Regions from separate parts of the Sus scrofa genome. Here all the other regions are linked to region 6. A link is a contact called in public HiChIP or PLAC-seq and promoter capture Hi-C data. All regions are on one chromosome and are shown on one strand. Each heading gives the region's core, a stretch centred on a gene start, on an enhancer-like site or on the middle of the called end of the contact. The rest is flanking DNA. Distances are from core to core; before and after follow the strand shown.

Evidence for each region. Promoter capture Hi-C pulls out the DNA fragments that hold promoters and counts their contacts. HiChIP or PLAC-seq counts read pairs in DNA pulled down with a chosen protein or histone mark.
Region 1: a contact with region 6 is called in a promoter capture Hi-C map of liver, with 2.3 times the contacts expected there. The contact joins two enhancer-like sites. A contact is called at or near these places in 3 of 5 promoter capture datasets (fetal liver, fetal skeletal muscle and liver) and 1 of 2 datasets of contacts at active chromatin or transcription factors (alveolar macrophages).
Region 2: a contact with region 6 is called in an H3K27ac HiChIP or PLAC-seq map of alveolar macrophages. The contact joins two enhancer-like sites. A contact is called at or near these places in 4 of 5 promoter capture datasets (fetal liver, fetal skeletal muscle and liver), 1 of 47 Hi-C or Micro-C datasets (skeletal muscle) and 2 of 2 datasets of contacts at active chromatin or transcription factors (alveolar macrophages and skeletal muscle).
Region 3: a contact with region 6 is called in an H3K27ac HiChIP or PLAC-seq map of alveolar macrophages. The contact joins two enhancer-like sites. A contact is called at or near these places in 2 of 2 datasets of contacts at active chromatin or transcription factors (alveolar macrophages and skeletal muscle).
Region 4: an H3K27ac HiChIP or PLAC-seq map of alveolar macrophages shows a contact between it and region 6. The contact joins two enhancer-like sites. A contact is called at or near these places in 2 of 5 promoter capture datasets (fetal liver and liver) and 1 of 2 datasets of contacts at active chromatin or transcription factors (alveolar macrophages).
Region 5: a promoter capture Hi-C map of liver shows a contact between it and region 6, with 8 times the contacts expected there. The contact joins the promoter of XXYLT1 here to the enhancer-like site in region 6. A contact is called at or near these places in 4 of 5 promoter capture datasets (fetal liver, liver and skeletal muscle), 21 of 47 Hi-C or Micro-C datasets (adipocytes, alveolar macrophages, blood and 12 more) and 2 of 2 datasets of contacts at active chromatin or transcription factors (alveolar macrophages and skeletal muscle).
Region 7: a promoter capture Hi-C map of liver shows a contact between it and region 6, with 6 times the contacts expected there. The contact joins two enhancer-like sites. A contact is called at or near these places in 2 of 5 promoter capture datasets (fetal skeletal muscle and liver), 8 of 47 Hi-C or Micro-C datasets (alveolar macrophages, embryonic fibroblasts, fetal skeletal muscle and 5 more) and 1 of 2 datasets of contacts at active chromatin or transcription factors (skeletal muscle).

Annotation. Positions count from the first base shown.
Region 1 is chr13:132,618,646-132,621,387 of Sscrofa11.1, forward strand. The region is part of intron 2 of BDH1 (D-beta-hydroxybutyrate dehydrogenase, mitochondrial); the gene reads left to right. Among named protein-coding and RNA genes, the nearest start is that of BDH1, 18 kb to the left of the region's middle. Within about 2 kb of position 1,311, at least 2 of the 83 cell types and tissues checked have an H3K27ac peak or open chromatin away from gene starts, as enhancers often do. A contact at or near this core is called in liver, where this site is marked.
Region 2 is chr13:132,178,534-132,181,306 of Sscrofa11.1, forward strand. All of the region lies in intron 2 of XXYLT1 (xyloside xylosyltransferase 1), which reads right to left. Among named protein-coding and RNA genes, the nearest start is that of XXYLT1, 90 kb to the right of the region's middle. Within about 2 kb of position 1,433, at least 19 of the 83 cell types and tissues checked have an H3K27ac peak or open chromatin away from gene starts, as enhancers often do. A contact at or near this core is called in alveolar macrophages, fetal liver, liver and 1 more, where this site is marked.
Region 3 is chr13:132,219,850-132,222,549 of Sscrofa11.1, forward strand. The region is part of intron 2 of XXYLT1 (xyloside xylosyltransferase 1); the gene reads right to left. Among named protein-coding and RNA genes, the nearest start is that of XXYLT1, 49 kb to the right of the region's middle. Within about 2 kb of position 1,297, at least 15 of the 83 cell types and tissues checked have an H3K27ac peak or open chromatin away from gene starts, as enhancers often do. A contact at or near this core is called in alveolar macrophages and skeletal muscle, where this site is marked.
Region 4 is chr13:132,403,376-132,406,233 of Sscrofa11.1, forward strand. The region is part of intron 1 of ACAP2 (arf-GAP with coiled-coil, ANK repeat and PH domain-containing protein 2); the gene reads right to left. Among named protein-coding and RNA genes, the nearest start is that of ACAP2, 27 kb to the right of the region's middle. Within about 2 kb of position 1,431, at least 1 of the 83 cell types and tissues checked has an H3K27ac peak or open chromatin away from gene starts, as enhancers often do. A contact at or near this core is called in alveolar macrophages, where this site is marked.
Region 5 is chr13:132,268,538-132,271,237 of Sscrofa11.1, forward strand. It overlaps XXYLT1 (xyloside xylosyltransferase 1), which reads right to left and starts at 1,449. Exons shown (of 4, transcript XM_021070076.1): 1 at 836-1,449. The coding sequence starts at 1,339.
Region 6 is chr13:131,647,736-131,650,596 of Sscrofa11.1, forward strand. LSG1 (large subunit GTPase 1 homolog) reads right to left here. Exons shown (of 16, transcript XM_021070074.1): 2 at 1,381-2,433. The coding sequence starts at 1,479. Among named protein-coding and RNA genes, the nearest start is that of LSG1, 4.8 kb to the right of the region's middle. Within about 2 kb of position 1,521, at least 79 of the 83 cell types and tissues checked have an H3K27ac peak or open chromatin away from gene starts, as enhancers often do. A contact at or near this core is called in alveolar macrophages, brain, embryonic fibroblasts and 8 more, where this site is marked.
Region 7 is chr13:132,582,441-132,585,299 of Sscrofa11.1, forward strand. No RefSeq gene overlaps it. Among named protein-coding and RNA genes, the nearest start is that of BDH1, 19 kb to the right of the region's middle. Within about 2 kb of position 1,506, at least 6 of the 83 cell types and tissues checked have an H3K27ac peak or open chromatin away from gene starts, as enhancers often do. A contact at or near this core is called in liver, where this site is marked.

The DNA of each region.
Region 1 (2,742 bases), core at 61-2,560, 970 kb after region 6:
TTCACCTCCAGCCTCAGTCGAGGCAGGAGGCAAAGCAACATAGAGGAAGGGAGGAACTGCACTTGCATCAGGAAAGCAAAGCTCTCCCAGCAATCCCTGCAGACTCTGTAACTTACAGGCCAGGAGGAGGTCATGTGATCATGGTAGGTGATTGTGTGGAAGGAGATGGGCACATTGCTCCTCTAGACAAAATTTTGAGAGTGAGACAGATGCAAAGAATAAATAATGGTGACAAACAGCAGTGTTTGCCTTGGCCCAGCTGAGCTGTGGCCTAGAGCTGATTTTGCCCCCAGAGATGTTAAGACTTTGGCAGTCAAGAGGCTTGTAAAGGAAACCCCATAGGGAAAAAGTGCTTTTTTTTTTTTTTTTCTAAGACAGCAGTTATGAACTCGGATTTCAGGTTATTTATTTATTTGGTTGCACCTGTGGCATGTGGAAATTCCCAGGTCAGGGACTGAACCCAAGCCACGGCAGTGACGATACCAGATCCCTAACCTGCTGGGGCACCAGGGAACTTGTCTGTTTGCAGGTTAGAATCACCTAGAGCACAGCGGGGAAGAAAAAAATCCCTGTGCCCTACCCTTGGGGACTTGGATTTCATTCATTAGGAATGAAGCCAACCATGGGAGTAGTTTAAAAAGCTTCCCTGGTTATTCTTCTTAAACTATTTTGGAAAGAATTTCAAAGATACGCAAAAGTAGAAAGTAGTGTATTGATCCCTGGCAGACTTGAGCATCAACAGTTATCCGCTCATGGCCAATCTTGTTTCATCTATGTCCCCACCCACGTCCCTCCCCTGGATTATTTCAAAGCAAATCCTGGACATCGTGTTTGATGTGTAAATACTTAGCTGGCTGTCTCTAAGTGGTAAGAACTCTTTTTCATAATGTAAGCACATAGTCATGCTGCAATCCCAAGTGATTCTAGTAAACAGCCAGTGGGGAGAACCTGAGAAGAGCGCAATGCACCTACATCAACCTTTCCCAGGTCCTGCTGTGCTGGAATTATCTGAGGTGCTGCTTAATCCTGCAGATTTCCAGGGCCACCTCTTCCTACTGAATCGGAATGTCAGGCAGGGACCCAGGAGCCTGCATTTTGACAAACTCCCCAGGTGCTTATAACTGAGCTGCTAAGGCCTTCCCAGGCCTGAGTCCCCTGTGAATGGAGAAGTATCCCCAAGCCAGGGATCCCCTGGCACCTGCAGAAGCTGAAAAATGAGAGGAGAAATAAGAGCAGGAAGAGGCAGTCCCAGCAGTGGAAAAGAAGGAGACTGAGAAGCCAGGTGGTGCCCAGGAGGGCCCGCCTGTGTCAGCTGGTGCTTCCCAGCAGTGCCAGGGGTTCTGACTCTTGGGGATTGGGTGTGGAGGGTGGAGCCTTATGCTCTCTGGAGAAGCAGAATTATGCCACTGACAGCTGGGTATGAGCAGTAGTTCCTGATATAATACACCCTGAGAGAGTCAAGTTTGAGTGGATACATTTGAGGATGGGGAGGTGGGTTAGAAAAAAATCTGGAAATAAGTCAGTTTGGAATAAAATTTTTTTCTTTCTGTGACCTTTTAGTTATATTTAAAAGTATTAAAGTATGCAAAGGGGATGACTGGGACAAGCACATATAATCTAGTTCTGCCAGGGACACCTAGTCCTTTTTTGTAGAGCAAAAAGTCATACAGTTATTTTTAAATAAGGTCAGTATTTATTTATTTATTTATTGTCTTTTTTAGGGCTGCACCTGCAGCATATGGAGGTTCCCAGGCTAGGGGTCTAATCAGAGCTACAGCTGCCAGCCTACACCACAGCCACAGCAACGCCAGATCCAAGCCGCGTCTGCAACCTACACCACAGCTCACAGTAATGCTGGATCCTTAATCCACGGAGCAAGGCCAGGGATCGAACTCACAACTTCAGAGTTCGGATTCGTTTCCACTGCGCCACAACGGGAACTCCTAAATAGGATCATTTAACTAGGTTTGTTCATACAGACCATATAATTCTGTTCACTTGTGACCAATGCTCCCACCTAGGGTAGCGTCAGAGAAAGCCAAGTAGGCGCCAGGTCGTACATTCTCACCCCTTGGTACTAAGGCACTCAGCCTTCTTGGGGTGGGGTAGGGCAGTGTTTGAGGATATCTAGTGAAGAGAGAGGACTGTCAGGACCATCTCCACCTCTTAGCAGTAATGAAAGCACACTCTCCCTTAGAGTGGGGAGCAGGAATGAGGTACTGGGAGGTATGGGTGTAGACCCACTGGGAAGCTGAAACTCCCATCAGTTCCCAGCAGTAACTCCTTCCAATTTATTTTAATGAAGCTGTTATTACCCTCATTCCAACATCAGACCAAGACAGTACAAAAAACAAAACAAAACAAAACAAAAAACCATACAGACCAATATCCTTCATGAATATAGATGCAAAAATTCTTAAAATATTTTCCAATAGAATTCATCAAAAAATATAAAAAGAATTACAAACCATGAAAAATTGGATTTGTTCCAGGGATGCAAAGATGGTCCACTTTTTTTTTTTTTAAGGTGGGTTTTTTTAACCCTTCTTTTAAAAAATGTTTTAAAATTAAAGAATAGTTGATTTACAATGTTCTGTCAATTTTAAAAGATTGTTCATTGTTGAAAATCAGTTCACCCACCAAATCGAAAGCCAAAGAAGAAGAATCACAAGGCTCTATCAATGCAGAAAAAGCAAAATTTAACACCCATGTATGATAAAAACCTTCAGAAAAGTAGGCAAG
Region 2 (2,773 bases), core at 183-2,682, 530 kb after region 6:
AAACATGTCTGCAGATGAAAGAGGCTGCTTCTGGCGGCGGCCGTGGCAGCTCCCTGTCATCAGGAGCCCAAGCAGGATGCACTGCACAGCCTCTGGCCCTGGAGACACCACGGGAGAGACAGAAACAGATGAAGGGATCAAACCTTCCAGTTTTTTCCAACCTTGAAATTCTCTCACCCAACGAAGCTACTCCCTTATCGCCACTAAAAACTGCAATGTTCAATAGTCTGACCAGAAAGAGGATATGGAAGTTCACGGACTGGTTTGCAGTCACGTCCTATTTAAACCGAACCTGAATCCCAGCCAAAGAATCATTACGCTCAAGAGATCTCTGTGTGTGTGCTCATGGGAATAGGTGGGGGTGGTGAGAAATGGCCCCGAGATACAAACCTCTGAGAGGATATTATTAGGTTACAAATTGATCATCGATCCCCAGAAACAAAACAAACCAGCTTGACATACTCAGAGGAAAGCAGGTTTCTAACTGGGGACTCTATTTCCTCCTTCCTGGAAGAGAAACACTAAAAGGCGACATCCCAAATCCCACTCAGTTATAAAGATGTGGCACAAATGTTAAAGCAAGCCACCTTCACCAAATGACGTCCTAAGTGTGGCCTCTGACCCAAGAAGCCCTGCGTCTGCACCCTCCAAGCTGAGTGACGGGTGTTCGCTCCTCTGAGAACACTGTGCTCCCCACGCACCACCTCACCCCCACTCCTGCTTTGACCCCCTCACACATGGGCAGTCGCTCACCAGGACAGAATGGGACCAGGATAAAGTGGAGTAAAGGAGCCACTGGGGTGGGACAGAGATCTCTGAGCAGCACCAGGGAGTGACCTGGGGCCCCAGGGTCCCTGGGAGAACACTCTTGACCTTGCAGAGGAAGGACAGGAGCAGAGGAGGGGCGGGGGGGGGGGCAGATGGACACGAGCACACTGGGAGGGTCTGGCTCCCATGGGCACAGGCTCATTTCTAGCTCCAGAAGCCCAGGTCTGTGCTGAAGCCAGAGCAAGGGGTGGCACAGACCCTCAGAACCCAGGGAGGTCACTTCCGTCCTGGAGACCTGGCTGGTCGGGGCCAACAAGGAAGGCGTCCCCAAGGTTTGGGGCTGCTTTATCCCTCCGGCCCACCTGGTCCTCAAAACTTATTTTTCCTTCGGTTGATGCCTCCCCTGACTCCCGAGCCGTTTCCTGTTGCCTTTCTCATTTCATCATTCCCTTTTGAACAATTTCCTGTTCCTTTTTCTTTCTACAGGAGCTGTATTCCTCTTCCTGGCTCTGTAGCCCTTGGAAACAGGCAAACAAACAGATAAGGGTCAGCCTCTGGGGACAGTCCCCGTGGCCCCTCCCAGCCCCAGAGCACGATGTGGCCCCGTCTGGCCAAGAGGACCAGGCGGCAGCAGTGACCCGGGCAGCCAGCGCCACTGCAAACGTGACCCAGCTCACGGCCTGACGGCTCCGCACACGCCCCAGCAGACTGGAAAGGCATCCACTGCTCCTCACCCCACAACCGCACATCCGCTCGCCGGGAGCAGCGGCGACAAGGGCGCTCCTCAGAACCCTATCGCTACCATGGGATTTTGTTCATAAGAGCTTTTCAAAGGCAAGGTGGTATAAGACCTTTAGCTGTAAAAAAGTAAGTGATGTGGTTCGTCCCTGCTGGGCCAATGAGTGTGGACCATAAACCAAAATAGAAAACGCCCAAATGATTCCAAAGAATTAAGTGTTAACAAAAGATTTCGGGTAAAGGTTTCCCATGTGTCTGATGGACAGTGAACAAAGCCAGTGTTTAGAACTTAGGGCTCATTTTCTCTAATAAAAGAGAATAAACATGTCATTTATTTCAGAAGTCAATGCTCAGGAGAGTTTGCTTCCTCCTCACTGATGAAGGGGCACAGTCTCCCCCGCTGCACTGGCTGTGAGCTGAAGAGCTGCTTCCGCAACTATGTCTTGACATCTTTGTCTATGAGACCTAAGCTTTCATTTTCTATACGTTTACTCCCTGGCCCTGAGTCTCTGTTTGATTTTTTTTTTTTTTTAGTTTTTTAATTATAGTTGATTTACAATGTTATGCCAATTTCTGCAGGACAGCAAAGGGACCCAATTATATAAATATCATTTTTCTCATATTATCTTTATTTTTTTTTAACTCTGTGTTCTTTTAGTGAGCATCTGCAACATTCTGAGGAATAAGGCAAGGGATTAAGTAGGAAGCTGGTAATAAATATCAACAATAATAGTAAATTATTGTTGTCTGAATGCTTACCATGGGCCAGATACTATTTTAAGGTCTTCCTGTTATATACACTCAATTGGTTGTCACAACAACCATGGAGATAGGTATATTATCATTATCCTCCCTTCGTAAAGGAGGAAATCTGGACGCAGAGCAGTTATGTGTCACAGGCGGTATCTGGCAGAGGGTTTGAATCAGCAAGGCTTTCCTCCATGGGCCATACCCCTGCCCAACGTGCTATATATGGATAAATGAGGCAGAGATGAATGAACTGTCTAATTCATTCACAGACATTCGTTAAGCTCTTAGGCTCAATTCTGAGGTTAGTTCCAAAGGAGTTGGAGTATTTTTTTTGATGGCCCTGTTCCCGTAAGACCTCCAGTGACATATGCTACTACAAACACACTTTTTTTTTTTTCTTTTTTTGGTATTTTTAGGGCAGCACTTGTGGCATATGGAGGCTAGGAGTCGAATTAGAGCTGTAGCCGCCATCCTACACTACAGCCACAGCAAAAGCAATGCCAGATCCTTAACCCAC
Region 3 (2,700 bases), core at 47-2,546, 570 kb after region 6:
TTCACTCCTGTCTCAAGCACTTCTAGTTCCCCTAAATTTCACAGTTCTGTGATTAGTGACTAGAATAGACAAACCATCTTCTGTGATAGGCAATGCTTTAAAAAAAAAAAATCAATCTTGAGGAGTTCCCACTGTTGCGCAGTGGGTTAAGAATCTGACTGCCCCAGTGGAAGTGTGGGTTCAGTCCCCAGCCCAGTGTAGTAGATTAAAGGATCTAGCATTGCTGCACCTGCAACATAATCATAGCTGCAGCTCGGATTCTATCCCTGGCCTGGGAACTTCCATATGCCTTGAGTGTGGCCATTAAAAAAAAAAATCAATATTGAACCTGACTACCCCAATTCAGTGCAAAAGGAAACCATCACTCCCTGTACCCCACACGCTCAGTCACCTCTCAGAGAAGTTATGTCCCAGAGCTTTAGATGGGAGCGAGATTAGGGCAGGAAGCAACTAAACCTGGTTAAGAAGTCAGTCCTGGAGTTCCCGTCGTGGCACAGTGGTTAACAAATCCAACTAAGAACCATGACGCTGTGGGTTCAATCCCTGGCCTCGCTCAGTGGGTTGAGGATCCATCGTTGCCGTGAGCTCTGGTGTAGGTTGCAGACTCGACTTGGATCCAGAGTTGCTGTGGCTGTGGCGTAGGCCGGCGGCTACAGCTCCAATTAGACCCCTAGCCTGGGAACCTCCATAGGCGGTGGGTGCGGCCCTAGAAAAGACAAAAAAAAAAGTCAGTCCTGAAGCAAGGCAAGAAGCTGGTGTGAGACAGAAGACAAAAAACCAAGGATTAAGGCTGCCTTTAGAACTACCTGTGACAGCTCCCTGGGAGAGCTCTTTTATCATCAGAACTCCACACCCACAAGGTGATCCCATTCACTCAGTGGAATCACTGGCCTCCTGAGAGTTCTTATCCATACGTGATGGGAATCACGCTACCCATCCACCAAGGGCTTTCAGATTTTACAAAAAGTTTCAGTTCACATCATGTCTCATTACACCTGACCAAGGACTCTCTAAGGTCCAGCAGAGGCCCTGCTGACACCCTGTGTGCTCGGGGAGCCTGCCCTCTGGGGGCCCTTCTGATAGGCCATGCAGTGACTGCGTACATGGGGGAGGCGCTCCCGGCCGAAGGAAGAGCCGAGCAAGGCCAGGATGCAGGAAGCCGAGACCAATTTCAGGCAGCTACTCTGCTGGCAAACAGGACGGCTGTTGGGGAGCAGCAAGAAACTATGCTGGGGGGGGATGGAGGGGAGAGGAAGGGCCGACAGGAGCAGCCAAAGCATGGATCCCTGCAGCGCTCTCTCGGGAAGGCCCAGCACAGCCAGGAACATTCCAAACAAAGGCTCAGTCCAGGAGCCAAAGTAAGTGGGTGGGGGAAAGGAAGGAAGAACAGGCCTGAGATTCGATGCAAGATGCTCAACCGGTAGGACCTGGTCCTCGCCAATTACACACATGGCTTGTGTAGAGAAACTGAATGCACAGAGACAGGGACAAGAAGACACGTACTTAACATCAAGGCCGGAGGTGCTTGTTGGGTCCACTGGCTGATGGATTTGGGATCTGATGCCACCTGAAGAGGAGGCAGCATTCCCAGGGCACGCTGGCCTCCGCCCAGGCTGAGACCCAGGTTGCCCAGCACTTCCCTTGCCCAGAACGCCCGTCCTTCTCCTCACCACTCTCAACCCCTCAGCCTCCGAGGCTGACACAGACCCACCGCACCCTCCATGACAAAGATCCCCCTCTGAACTCTGACAGAAGTGAGAATATCTGGTCCATTCTCCATGCAGAGAATCCCCCACTATCTCCCTAAGTCTAGGCCCTGGACTGCTGACCTCTGACCTCTGGCTCTGTGAATACCCACCCGCTTGGACTCCCTCCCCAAGGAGAAGGGGAGCTGCCAGAGGCCAGGGCAGCAGCACCAGCCAGCACCCCACATAAGGCAGGAGAGGGCAGACCCTTCACCGGTGACGAGATGCCGAGAATAAACACTGTTTGACCTCTTGACAGCAATAAATGATGGCTAATGCCTTTGACGGGTGGCCAAGAATTTAAAAGAGGATCTTGAAAAGTTAAGCGACAGAATCTAATGGGGGGACCAAAATGGAAGTATTACTGTTCAATCAATTTGGCAACTATTTTCATTAGCTTACCAGCAGCCTCTGGCATTAAGTTAATAGAAAGTGGTCCCTGTCACAATATTATTTTTAGCATTTTGCGAGAAATCTGCTCAGTTGTCCTGCTTCAGAATAAGAAGACAAAATGCCTCAAGACTGCTCCATGGGAGCTGCCAGAAAACAGTTTTCACTGCAATCACGCGATACATGTTCATAACCTTTGTTCAGTGTTTACTCAGATGTTTCCACTCAGGCAAGTTCCTGAATATCTGTTTTTCCTCTTGCTTTCTGCCACAGGAGAACTCCTGTGCCTCATGAACACTGGCAGTCAGGGCACTGCTGGCTGCCCCAGGAATCAGAGTTGGCTGTGTTTCCTCAAGGCTTGGGGACCCAGAGTTCCCATTGCGGCACAGTGGAAACAAATCTGACTAGGAACCATGAGGATGTGCGTTGGATTCCTGGCCTCACTCAGTGAGTCGGGGATCTGGCATTGCTATGAGCTGTGGTGTAGGTCACAGATACGGCTTAGATCCCACGTTGCTGTTGCTATGGCTGTGGTATAGGTCAGCGGCTACAGCTCCGATTCGAC
Region 4 (2,858 bases), core at 181-2,680, 760 kb after region 6:
TAAACATTCATGCTCAAGTCTGTTTTTCGGATCTATGTTTTCTTTTCCCATAGATAAATGCTTAGAAGTGAAAGAGTTGCATCATAGTACGTTAACCTTTTAAGAAACTACCAAATTGCTTTTCAGGGTGGTTTTGTCATTTTACATATCCACTAGAGTGTGTGAGAATTTTAGTTGTTCTACATACCTGCCAATACTTGGTATGATTGGTCTGTATCATTTGAGCCATTATACAAAGTGTGCAGTGGCATCTCAGTGGGTATTAATAATCTGTCTTTCCCTAATGAAGCTGAGCATCTTTTCATAAGCTTATTTGCTATCCTATATCTTTCTTAAGCTCGTCGTGAGAGGTGAAGGAAGACTTCTGAGATTGACACTAAGAAAGGATGAACAATAAGCTAGGAAAGGGGAGTGGAAAAAGTCTTCCAGCCAAAGGGAACAAACAATCCAGTCTATTCAAAGCCTAGAGGAGGCAGGACAGAGTATGAGCTATTTGAGGAGCTGAAATAAGACCTCTGAAGAAACCAAAAATCTACATGTGTATATGAAATCTCCAAATTTTTAAATGTTGGTACTTTTAATCAATTTTAATTTTTAACATTATGTAGACCAACACAATGCATGACAAGCAAATATATGTCTGTGGGCCAAATAAAACCATGTTAGCCAGTTTATAACCTCTGATAGAAACTATGTAAGATTATTAATATGATTCAATAGACATAACAGCTATCAACCAAGATTTGTACTCTACAAAAAAGAGTATACATCTTCCATTTAAACATTTATGGATCACTTTAAAAAACTGATTAAGCCACAAAGAAAATTCATAAGTTTCATAAAGCAAAAATACAACTAATCGTACTCATTAACCAGTATGTAATGAAAACTCAAAAAGCAGAAGTAAAAAAAAAAAAAATCCAATCTTAGGTATTTTTAATTTTCCTCCTAAAGAGTACAGACTCAAAGAGAAAATCAAAACTACACAGTAACAATATATGATAAATAATGATAAAAAAAATTCACATCAGGATCAGTGGTGTCTCTGGAGCACTGGGACGCAGATTCAATCCCTGGCCCAGTACAGTGGGTTAAGTATCCAGCACTACCACAGAGCTGTGGCGCAGGTCACAACTGTGGCTCAGATCTGATCCCTGGCCTGGGAACTCCATATGCCAGAGGATGTGCACAAAAGGGAACTTTCCTACGCTGCTGATGGGAATGTAAGCTGGTACGGCCACTATGGAAAATAGCATGCAGGTTCCTTAAAAAATTAAAAGTTACCATATAATCCAGCAATCCACTTCTGGGCATATATCCAGAAAAGATGAAAAATTTAATTCAAAAAGACACATGCAAGAGTTCCCTTGTGACTCAGCCAGTTAAGGTTCCTGCATTGTCACTGCCGTAGCTCTGGTTATAGCTGTGGTGTGGGTTTGATCCCTGGCCCAGCAACTTCCACATGCTACAAGTGCAGAAAGAAAAAAAAAGATACACGCACATCAACATTCATTGCAGCATTATTCACAATAGTCAAGATATAGAGGCAACCGAAATGGCCATTCAATAAATGAATGGATAAAGAAGATGTGACCCAAAGGAGTATTACTCAGTCATAAAAAAGAAATATTGCCATTTGTAGCAACATGGATGGACCTAGACATTATCATACTAAATGAAGTAAGTCAGGCAGAGAAAGACAAATATTCTATGATACCACTTATATGTGGAATCTAAAAAATAATAATACAAATCAACTTATTTACAAAACAAAAACAGACTCAAAGACATAGAAAACAAAATTATGGTTACCAAAGGGGGGAGAGTAGGGGGTGAGATAAATTGGGAATATCACATTAAAAGATACATACCACTATATATAAAATAAACAACAACAATTTACTGTGTATCACATGGAACTATATTCAATATCTTCTATTTAGCTATAATTGGAAAGAATCTAAAGCTGTATACCTGAAACTATAAGGTATACTATATTGTAAATCAACTATAGTAAATAAATTTTTTTTTAAATTGAAAGCCTGAGTGAAATACATAGTATATTAGTTTCCTAGGGTTCCCATAACAAATTACAAAAAACTGAGTACCTTAGAGCAATAGGTTTATTCTCTCACAACTGTATAGTTTAAGGTATTGGGAGGGTCATGCTGCCTCTGAAAACCTGTACAAGAGGATCTTTCCTTGCCTCTATCTAGATTCTGGTGGTGGTCAATTCTTGACTTGCAGCAGCATCACCCCAATCTTTGCCTCTGTCATTACATGAGGGTCTTCTCCCTGTATATCTGTCTTCCTTCACACATTACCTTCTGCCTTCTTATACGAACACCAGTTATAATGGATTAAAAACTCCACCCTTCTCAAGCATGACTTCCTCTTTACTTAATTATACCTGCTATGACCTTATTTCCAAATAAGGTCACATTCTGGGATACTGGGGTTAGAACTTCAACATACATCCGGGGGGCGGGGGGGGGAGAGCATAATTTAACCCATAACAGATACTTCTGGGTAAGAAAAAACTGCCAAAGAGTGACAGTCAGAAAGGTCCCATATCTAAGTGAATTATGTAACAACTTTAAGAACAAATAATTTGAAGGCCAAATTACACCAGAGAATGAAGAAAGAAATGGGTACTTGCTGGGTTGCTGTTTTTTGTTCTTTGTTTTTCTTCATTTAAAAAAGTTAACATAACACTATAGTAGTCCCCCCTTATCCATGATTTCACTTTCCACAGTTTGAGTTGCCCACGGTCAACCACAGGCCAAAGATATCAAATGGCAAGTTCCACCAATAAACAATTCACAAATTTTAAACTGCACACTATCCTGAGCAATGCT
Region 5 (2,700 bases), core at 199-2,698, 620 kb after region 6:
CAGCTCCCCTCACCACCCCTCCCCCCACCATCAGGCTCCATCTTTTAAGATCACCTACTATTCCTATTCCAAAATCAGTCCCCTCTGTGCAACCATGAGGTTAAAAGGAGGCAAGCAATTTAACTGAGGCCATTGACACTAAGCTAGGAATCCCCGAGCAGAGCCAGGTGGTGAAGCCAGAGGATGAGGAGGCAGGTTGGTCCAATGACTAGCTCTGCCCTGCTCTCCCCAGATCTTATCTGTACCTCCTGGAGCGTTCTCTTCCTCCCTGGGAAGAACCCTCTGCTTCTCTAAATGAGCTCATGACCCTAGAGGGTGGGGGAGAAGGGACACATAAAGGAGATGAGGTGGTTCACACTGGAGCTTGACCAGTTCCGACTGAGATACCTTGGAGCTATGAGAAATGCCACTGTAACTTCAAGAATTCAAGAGGCCTACGACCCTGTCTATCAGATTCTGCAGCAGAAGAATACTGGTGCTTCAAATGACCTGTTCCATCCTCAAAAGCCAAAGACTGGAGGAGATTAAAAAGAGGGGCAGACTGGAAGGCACTCACCAGTGAACCCTGCAACGCTAGTAAGGAAGGGGCGTGCCGATTCTCAAGGGGGCCACAGTTAAAGGGGGATACCAGGTCAGGGTAGTCAGCTAACGCCGAGGCACCCACCCGGACACGCCCCCGACGATGCCTCCAGTCCACTTCGGGGAGAGGGTGCGAGTTGGCGTTGACAGTAGGCAGCGCAGCGAAGTCGCCTCCCTCCCGACCCCCTGAGCCTGGTGGGGCGCGCGCACTGACAGAGCCACCCGCCCGGAGCCTCCAGCTGAGGCCCCTGCTCACCTTGCACTTGAAGCCGGCGGCGGGCGGCAGCAGCTCTCGCAGCAGGGCCTTGGCCACCTCGCGGCTGGCCTCCTCGCTCACGAAGTGCAGGTTAAGCACCTCATTCGCCTCGAACTTAGCAAGGCGCAGCAGGGAGCGGAGCGCGATGCGAGCCTTGGCCTGCAGCGCGGCATTGTGTTCCGCCTTGGTGAACATCATCAGCAGGTGGTAGTCCACCGGCCCAGCCCCGCCGCTCTCCAGGCTCTTGGCCTTAGCACCCAGGGCTGGCGCCACGGAGCCCCGCGCCACCTCCAGCACCGGCGGCGAGGGCACGGCTGGGGCCCCGGCGCGGGCCTCCTTCAGCCTCTTGGTGGCGCTGGAGAAGGTCTCCCGGCCGGAGCCGAGGTAGTAAAAGGCACAGACCGCAAGCGCCGCGGCCAGGAGCAGCGCACAATAGTGGGAGCGCACAGCGCCCAGGCGTGCCATGGCCCGAGCGCATGGGGGCACGCCTCGGAGGAGACCCATGCGCCACCAGCCCGCCGACACAGAGCAGCCGGGAAACTGCAGCGGAGACCAATACCCCGGCAGCCACTTAGTAGCTCAGTCGGCGGGCGGCAGCCATGGCGGGGGCGGAGCCTTGCTGCCGAGGGCCAATCCACGAGCGCTGATGCTCGAGAGGCGGGGCCAGGGCTGTCCTGCAGCCGCTGGGTCCTAGGCTCGGAAGGATTACAGCCGAGATGTGCCGCGAGTTCACGGGATTCACTCCCGACCCCCGACCCCCATCCCCCAGGTGGTCAGAGGATCTGGTGAGGACCAAGACAGAGAGGCCAGCTGGCTATACCGTCTGTGAAAAATGGCCCTCTTAAGTGCCCAGCCCCAGACGCTAGAAACCAAAGCTAAGCCCTCGGCTACTCAAAAGACTAAATTGGGCAAAAAACATTTTTCTCTTATACCGTTATTCCTCTAATTTCTTGAAGGCCTCAAGTCCTCTCTCTGACTCCTTTCACACCTTGGAGTTTAGCTGGGGCTAAAGAATTTACACTGGCCACTCCTTCCCCATTCTCAGTGAAGGTGGAATGACAACCAAGGTGTAAATCGCCTGCCCACCTCACTTGCAACTCTGAGGCCCACTGGAAGCAATTTAAAGGTGTGGCCACCAGGGGGGCCCAAATGCCCAAAATTTAGAGGAGCCCAGAGCTCTGAAGGGGAGTAATACCAAAGATCGTGATACTCCTTAAACACACACACACACACACACACACACACACACACACACACACACACACAAAACACAAAACAAAAACTTAAACATTTTAAAAAAGACTTAATATGTAACAGGTAATTTTGCAAATTCTTTTTCCTTTTGGCTACACCTGTAGCATGTGGAAGCTCTGGGGCCAGAGATGGAAACAGCAGCACAGCAGTGACCACAGCTTGCAGGAAGGTGGGATCCTTAACCCACTGAGCAAGACCAGAGATCAAACCTGCATCCTCACAGAAACAACATCAAGTCCTTAACCCACTGAACCACAACAGGAACTCCAGGAAATTCCTAACTGAGGCACAGCTGAGGTCACTCGTCCAAGGTCACACAGTGGCAGTTTTGACAGTATAGTTGGACACTGCCAACTACATAAGTAAACATGCACAAGGGTCTGCATGCTTGAAAGAGGTGCAGGTGAAAACACAGGCACACACAAATTCCCTCCGCCCATTTATTGTAACATCCCATTATTTCTCAACTGGGTTCCCAGAACACAATTCATCTCATTTTTAACTCTTGTTCTTTTCAACTGGAGCAACATTTATCTGAATAATACTGGACTTCCGAAGCAGTCTTGGCAACAAACTCAACATACTACTCACCTTGCGGGGCAGAGTGGGGA
Region 6 (2,861 bases), core at 271-2,770:
GGTAAAATGGAAACCAAAGAATCCTGAAACAGTTACCTTATTACATACAATACACTCTGGAATTTTCTTTAATTCTCTTCTGCAGGAAAAATCTGCCTACTTTCCACCCATTGAACTGAATTCCAAACACAAACCACAGTGTGATAAGATAAACACCATCCTAAGCTATATGCTCTGTACAGGTACAAAGAAATGAAAAAACTGAAGGTTAGAAGGTTAGGCGGTTTGTCCAAGACCAAGGAATCAACAAAAACCGGAACTAAGGATGAGAATTCATTATCGAATTTCCCATTACTTTTTAAATGGTACATTAACAAGTTGCTTCAAAATCAATTAAAATTATCCGTAATCTAAAATCGAGGAGTTCCCGGCATGGGTAAGAGGTAATGAACCTGACTAGTGTCCACGAAGATGTGGATCGTTCCCTGGCTTTGCTCAGGGGGTTAAGGATGCAGCGATGCCATGAGCTGTGCTGTAGGTCACAGATGGGGCTTGGATCCTGGCAGCTGCAGCTCTGATTGAACCCCTAGCCTGGGCACCTCCATATGCTGCAGGTGCAGCCCTAAAAAGCAAAAAAATAAAACAAGCAAAAATAAATAAACTCCAGAGTAACTCTGACTCTCTCATAAATATGCTAAAATCCAGAGCATATTGATGAGCTCTGTATGCTGTTTACTCTGCAGATTACAGATGGAAGTTAGTGTGATGTGCACGTGGATAATTAGGGGCATTTTTGACTCCCCAAAGATTCTTACTGAGAACTTAGCGAGTTCTCAAATAAGTGGGAGAATGAATGCCAAGATGACGAACACAAGTCAAGCTTCATCCCGTTTTCAAGGATCCCCAAAGTATGATCGTTCCCAGGCCCAGGGAACTATTAAGCCCGCCAAATTTTGAAGATAGATCGTTCATCTATGAGTGAAGCCCCTAGGGAATAAAAGGGGCGAAGCAGTTATTTTGTACTTCTGGCACCAACCAGCAGCTCTTGCAGGGTCAATTCTTTGAACAAATGAATACAAAAAGCAGTTTTTGCGACTTTTCTGTGCAGGCTTCCAAAGTTTACAGGGCAAAAACCAAACTCTTACCCTGGCATTCAAGATCTCACTCCAACCTCATCACACTAGACGCCACCTCTGGTGCCTAGCTACTACGGCCTGGTCGACTCTAAGGGACTTGAGTATTTGCGCATTTTGGTAGCCGCTGGGGCAGAGGGGGGCGTTTACCTGAAGTTACCGGAGGACGACAGTACTCATCCTTCAAAACAGTACTTTGGCGTTTCCTCTGGAAAATTACACTGTGACCTCTGACCCCAAGCTTCGCAGGGTTCACACTCTCATAACTAGACAGAAAGACTAAAAAAGATGGCAGGGTCCGTCTTACCCAGGCGTCGGTGTGACGATGGCTACGGCTCCGCTGAACTTGCTGACGGATAAGGGCCCGGCCGAGGGACCCAGCATCTGGCGCTCTCCTCCGACCCATTAGAGCGCAGCCGGGACGCCAACCTTCTTTGCCGGACCCACGCCTGGTTTTTTCGGTATTTAGGTGCGCGATCTCCGGAAGTGATGTATGAGCGAGCCCAAGTAATTAAGGCCCGAAGTTGAAGGGAAACATAATAATTTGTCTCAAATTGCCACTTATTTACCACTATGACAGAAAAAAATATAAAGTGGTCTTGGGACTTAAATTTCTATGTATATTCCTACCAATATCTCATATTTTGATACGTTGATTAAATCAAAAGGATGGTACCTTCCAAGTTTGTGCGTCGGTCTTTAGTGTCCGGTGTGAAACTAGGAGACGTGGAAAAAAGCGGCCGTTCATATTCGCGGTACTAGCTCCGCCTCCCGGCTGTTTCGTCAAAGGAGGAGGGGACCCGGGTGAAGGGTCCCCCCGCTGCGCTAGGGGGCGTTGCTTCCTGGCGCTAGATTTCTGTCCGTGTTCTAAGGTGTGGCCTCGCCGCCTTCACGCCCAGCAACTAAATAGCTTTTTGTTTACTTAGCTTTTCTGAACCGCGATTTGGAGAGAAGAGTCCCTGCCCGGATGGGAGTTCAGAATGGAAAGAGCTTGTCAAAGTTGCAAGGAAAGCCAAAGGGATTTGACCTAAATGCTTTTTTCAAGTAACTTTTTAAAAAAGTTTAAAAGTTAAACCTAGAATTGTATTTAAATTTTCCTGTAAATTAATATAAAGTGAAAACTGTGGCTGGGTTCCACTCTTTGCCACCTGACTTTTGTTCCTCATTTTATCGTTAGGTTTCCCTATGATGAGAATATAAAAAGTCCGGTTAGAGATGTGTGGGTGCTGGGCATTTAGTTCCATCCTCATCAATCAAAATTACCTCAATGTTGTGATGCTCAGAGACGAAGAAGCTTGGCAAGCCAGGGAAAATATTCGGGGTCAGGCATCAAACCCAAGTCTCATTATTTTATTCATTCCTGGGGAAAGGGGAGAACGAGGGCTGTTAGCAAGAATTTTAGAGGCCAGTTCTTCTCAAACTTTGATGTGCATGTGAAGCCCCCTTGGGATCTTATTAGTGCCGGTTCTGATTGATAAGGTCTAGGGTGGGGCGGGCACTCTACTCTTTAAGGTGATGCTGATGATGCTGGTCTGGTGGAAGGCCACTCTGAATAGCAAGAGAAGCCCACTTCCTTCTGGTGCAGATGAAAGCCCTGAAGTGGACTGGGTAAAGTCAGTCCCAGCAAGTTTGGGTCAGACAGAGCTGGGACAACATTCTCCCCTCATCTCTGCATCCTTGCTAAGCCCCACTGTATGCTACCCCTCACTAATGACTTCTGCTGAATTGGAGTGAACTCTGAGAAACCCCCAAAGGACTGTCGACAGTTCATGTAGCAGTTGGCAAGGC
Region 7 (2,859 bases), core at 256-2,755, 930 kb after region 6:
TTTCTTTTCTTTTCTGCCAGTGTTTAAACATTTTGTGCTTTCAAATATATCTTATCATTTTTCTTCTTTTCTCTATTTTCTTCTCTCCACACCCACAGCATGTGGAAGTTCCTGGGCCAGGGATGGAACCTGTGCCACAGTAGTGACCCCAGCCACTGCAGTGACAGCACTGGATCCCTAACCCGCTGTGCCACAAGAGAACCCATCTCTCTTTTTAATGGTCGCTGTTTACATTCTATTTATGTTTTTCTAAATCCTATCTTACTCTTTCTTTTTGCCACAAAACACTTTATTTACAAAATATTTATACTGAATACTATACATCAGACCCTGTCACCATGGAAACTACTCCTAAGGCAAGGCAGGGAGGGCTAGAGAAAGTGGTGCCCATGGAAAGGGCAGAACTCTGCCTCTTAGCCACCTTTCCACCTCAGATGGAGAACTTCCCATCAGCTCCTGGGAGCGGGTGGTGGTCTTAGTGCCTGCAAAGACTGAAGGTCAAGCGGGAGTGAGGTAGTGGCGGGGCTGGCTGCCCTGCTGGGGCTTAGGAAACCGACGGCACTGGGATCAGTAGGGAGAAGTGGACACCCAGGACCCAGCAGGGGGCGCCGCACAAGCACAAAGCAGGACCGAGAAGCAGCGGCTCACAGGGCCTTGAGCATTCAGGGCAGGGAAGGTTCTGAAGATCAGGGTTTGGGGGTCAGGCTGTGTCTTGAGAGCAGCAATGGCATTCTCTTGAGCTGGCAGCCACTCTGCCAGCCATGTACCACCTTAGGGTCTCCCAGGTCAGAGCTGAGCTTCTGCTCCTCCAGCAGGGTTGCAGCTGCACAAGGGGATCTGGTGTTGCTGTGAGCTGTGTCGTAGGTCGCAGATATGCCTTGGACCTGAGCATTGCTGTGGCTGTGGTGTAGGCCTGCAGCTGCAGCTGCGATTCCACGAAGGCTGGGAACTTCCATATGCTGCAGGTGTGTCGGGGAAAAAAAAAAAAAAGGACAACCGTAGGCTTTGTAACATCTGTAGAGAAAAATGTAAACAACAACAGCAGAAAGGTCAGGAGGGGAGATATTAAAATAAACCACTGTATGGTTCTTATATGTGAATTATATCACTTGAAAGTAAACCGTGCTAAGTTTACTTTCTAGAAATGGGGCACATTAGTTTAGTTACCTATTTTTACTTGGGAAAAAAAAAAAAAAACTTGGAAGTTCCCATTGTGGCGAAACATAAACGAATCCGAAGAGTATCCATGAGGATGTGGGTTTGATCCCTGGCCTCACTCAGAGGATGAGGGATTCCTTGTTGCTGTGAGCTGTGGTGTAGGCTGCAGATGCAGCTCCAATTCTGTGTTGCTATGGCTGTGGTGTAGCTGTGGCTCTGATTGAACCCCTAGCTTGGGAACTTCCATGTGCTGAGTGTGTGGCCCTAAAAAGAAAAAAAAAAAAAAGTACTTTTGTAAACAGATAAATATGTTTTAGTTATCTTCCTACCAACTTACACTGTCCTGTGGTCATTGATCCGGTCTTGTAATAATTAACTCGTGATGTGAAGGCAGTGCTTACTTCCTGCCATCAAGGACAAAATGGGCAACTCAGTTTTCTCAGGTTTACTTCTTTTTCTCTCCTTGTCACTCTTGTTTTTTCTGTCTCTTTTTTCCACAAAGGGAATTACAGAGTCCTAGCTCTCTGGGAGATGAGTGGCATCCAGTAAGTGAAGTGCTGGTCCAGGTGTCTGAGTTCTGTTTGCAGGGTTGGAAAGAACCTGGAGGCAAAAAAAAGCCCGAAAGTCCTGGGTGATGATGGAAAGGTCCCAGGGACCAGACCAGATGGCGGGAACTGCCTAATGGGGCTAAAGGCGGTACAGCCAGATGTATCAGGCTGAAGATTTAATGGGGGCTTGATTTTCACTCTAGGAAGGTCTGGATTCTCACTGATATGCCTTCTCCTCTTGGTAAGATCACCAGTGGCCTCCACTTGCTATTACATTCAGTGGTCAATTTCCAGGTCTCACATTTTGGCCCATCAGCAGCCTTCGAAGCACTTGATCACTGCTGCCTCTTTAAGACATTTCACTCACCCGGCCTGCAGGCAGGCCATCACTCTTTCTTGGTTCTTCTCCTACCTCATGCCTGCTCCTTCTTTGTCTCCTCCACTGGTTCCTTCTCTCTTCTCTGACTTTTTTTTTTTGGCCTTTTTAGGGCAGCACCCGAAGCATATGGAAGTTCCCAGTCTAGAGTTCAAATCAGAGCTATAACTGCTGGCCTACACCACAGCCACAGCAACTCAGGATCTGAGCCTCGTCCAACCTACACCACAGCTCATGGCAACACAGGATTCTTACACTGAGTGAGGCCAGGGATCGAACCCATGTCACTCATGGATACTCAGGTTCCTTACCAGTAAGCCACAACAGGAACTCCCTCCCTGACTTGTAAATATCAGAGGAGCTCCGGGTTCAGATCTAGACCTACTTCTTTTTTTTTTTTTGTCTTTTTTTTTTGCTATTTCTTGGGCCGCTCCCGTGGCATGTGGAGGTTCCTTGGATAGGGGTCTAATCCGAGCTGTAGCCACCGGCCTATGCCAGAGCCACAGCAATGCGGGATCCGAGCCGCGTCTGCAACCTACACCACAGCTCACGGCAACGCCAGATCCTTAACCCACTGAGCAAGGGCAGGGACCGAACCCGAAACCTCATGTTCCTAATCGGATTCGTTAACCACTGCGCCACGACGGGAACTCCCTAGACCTACTTCTTTTCTCTCTCCACATCTGCTCCCTTAATCATCTAGTCTAGCTCCAGGGATTTATTTTTTGCAGACTGTGTTCCAGATTCCATCTCTCTCTTTGTGTGTGTAAGCATCTC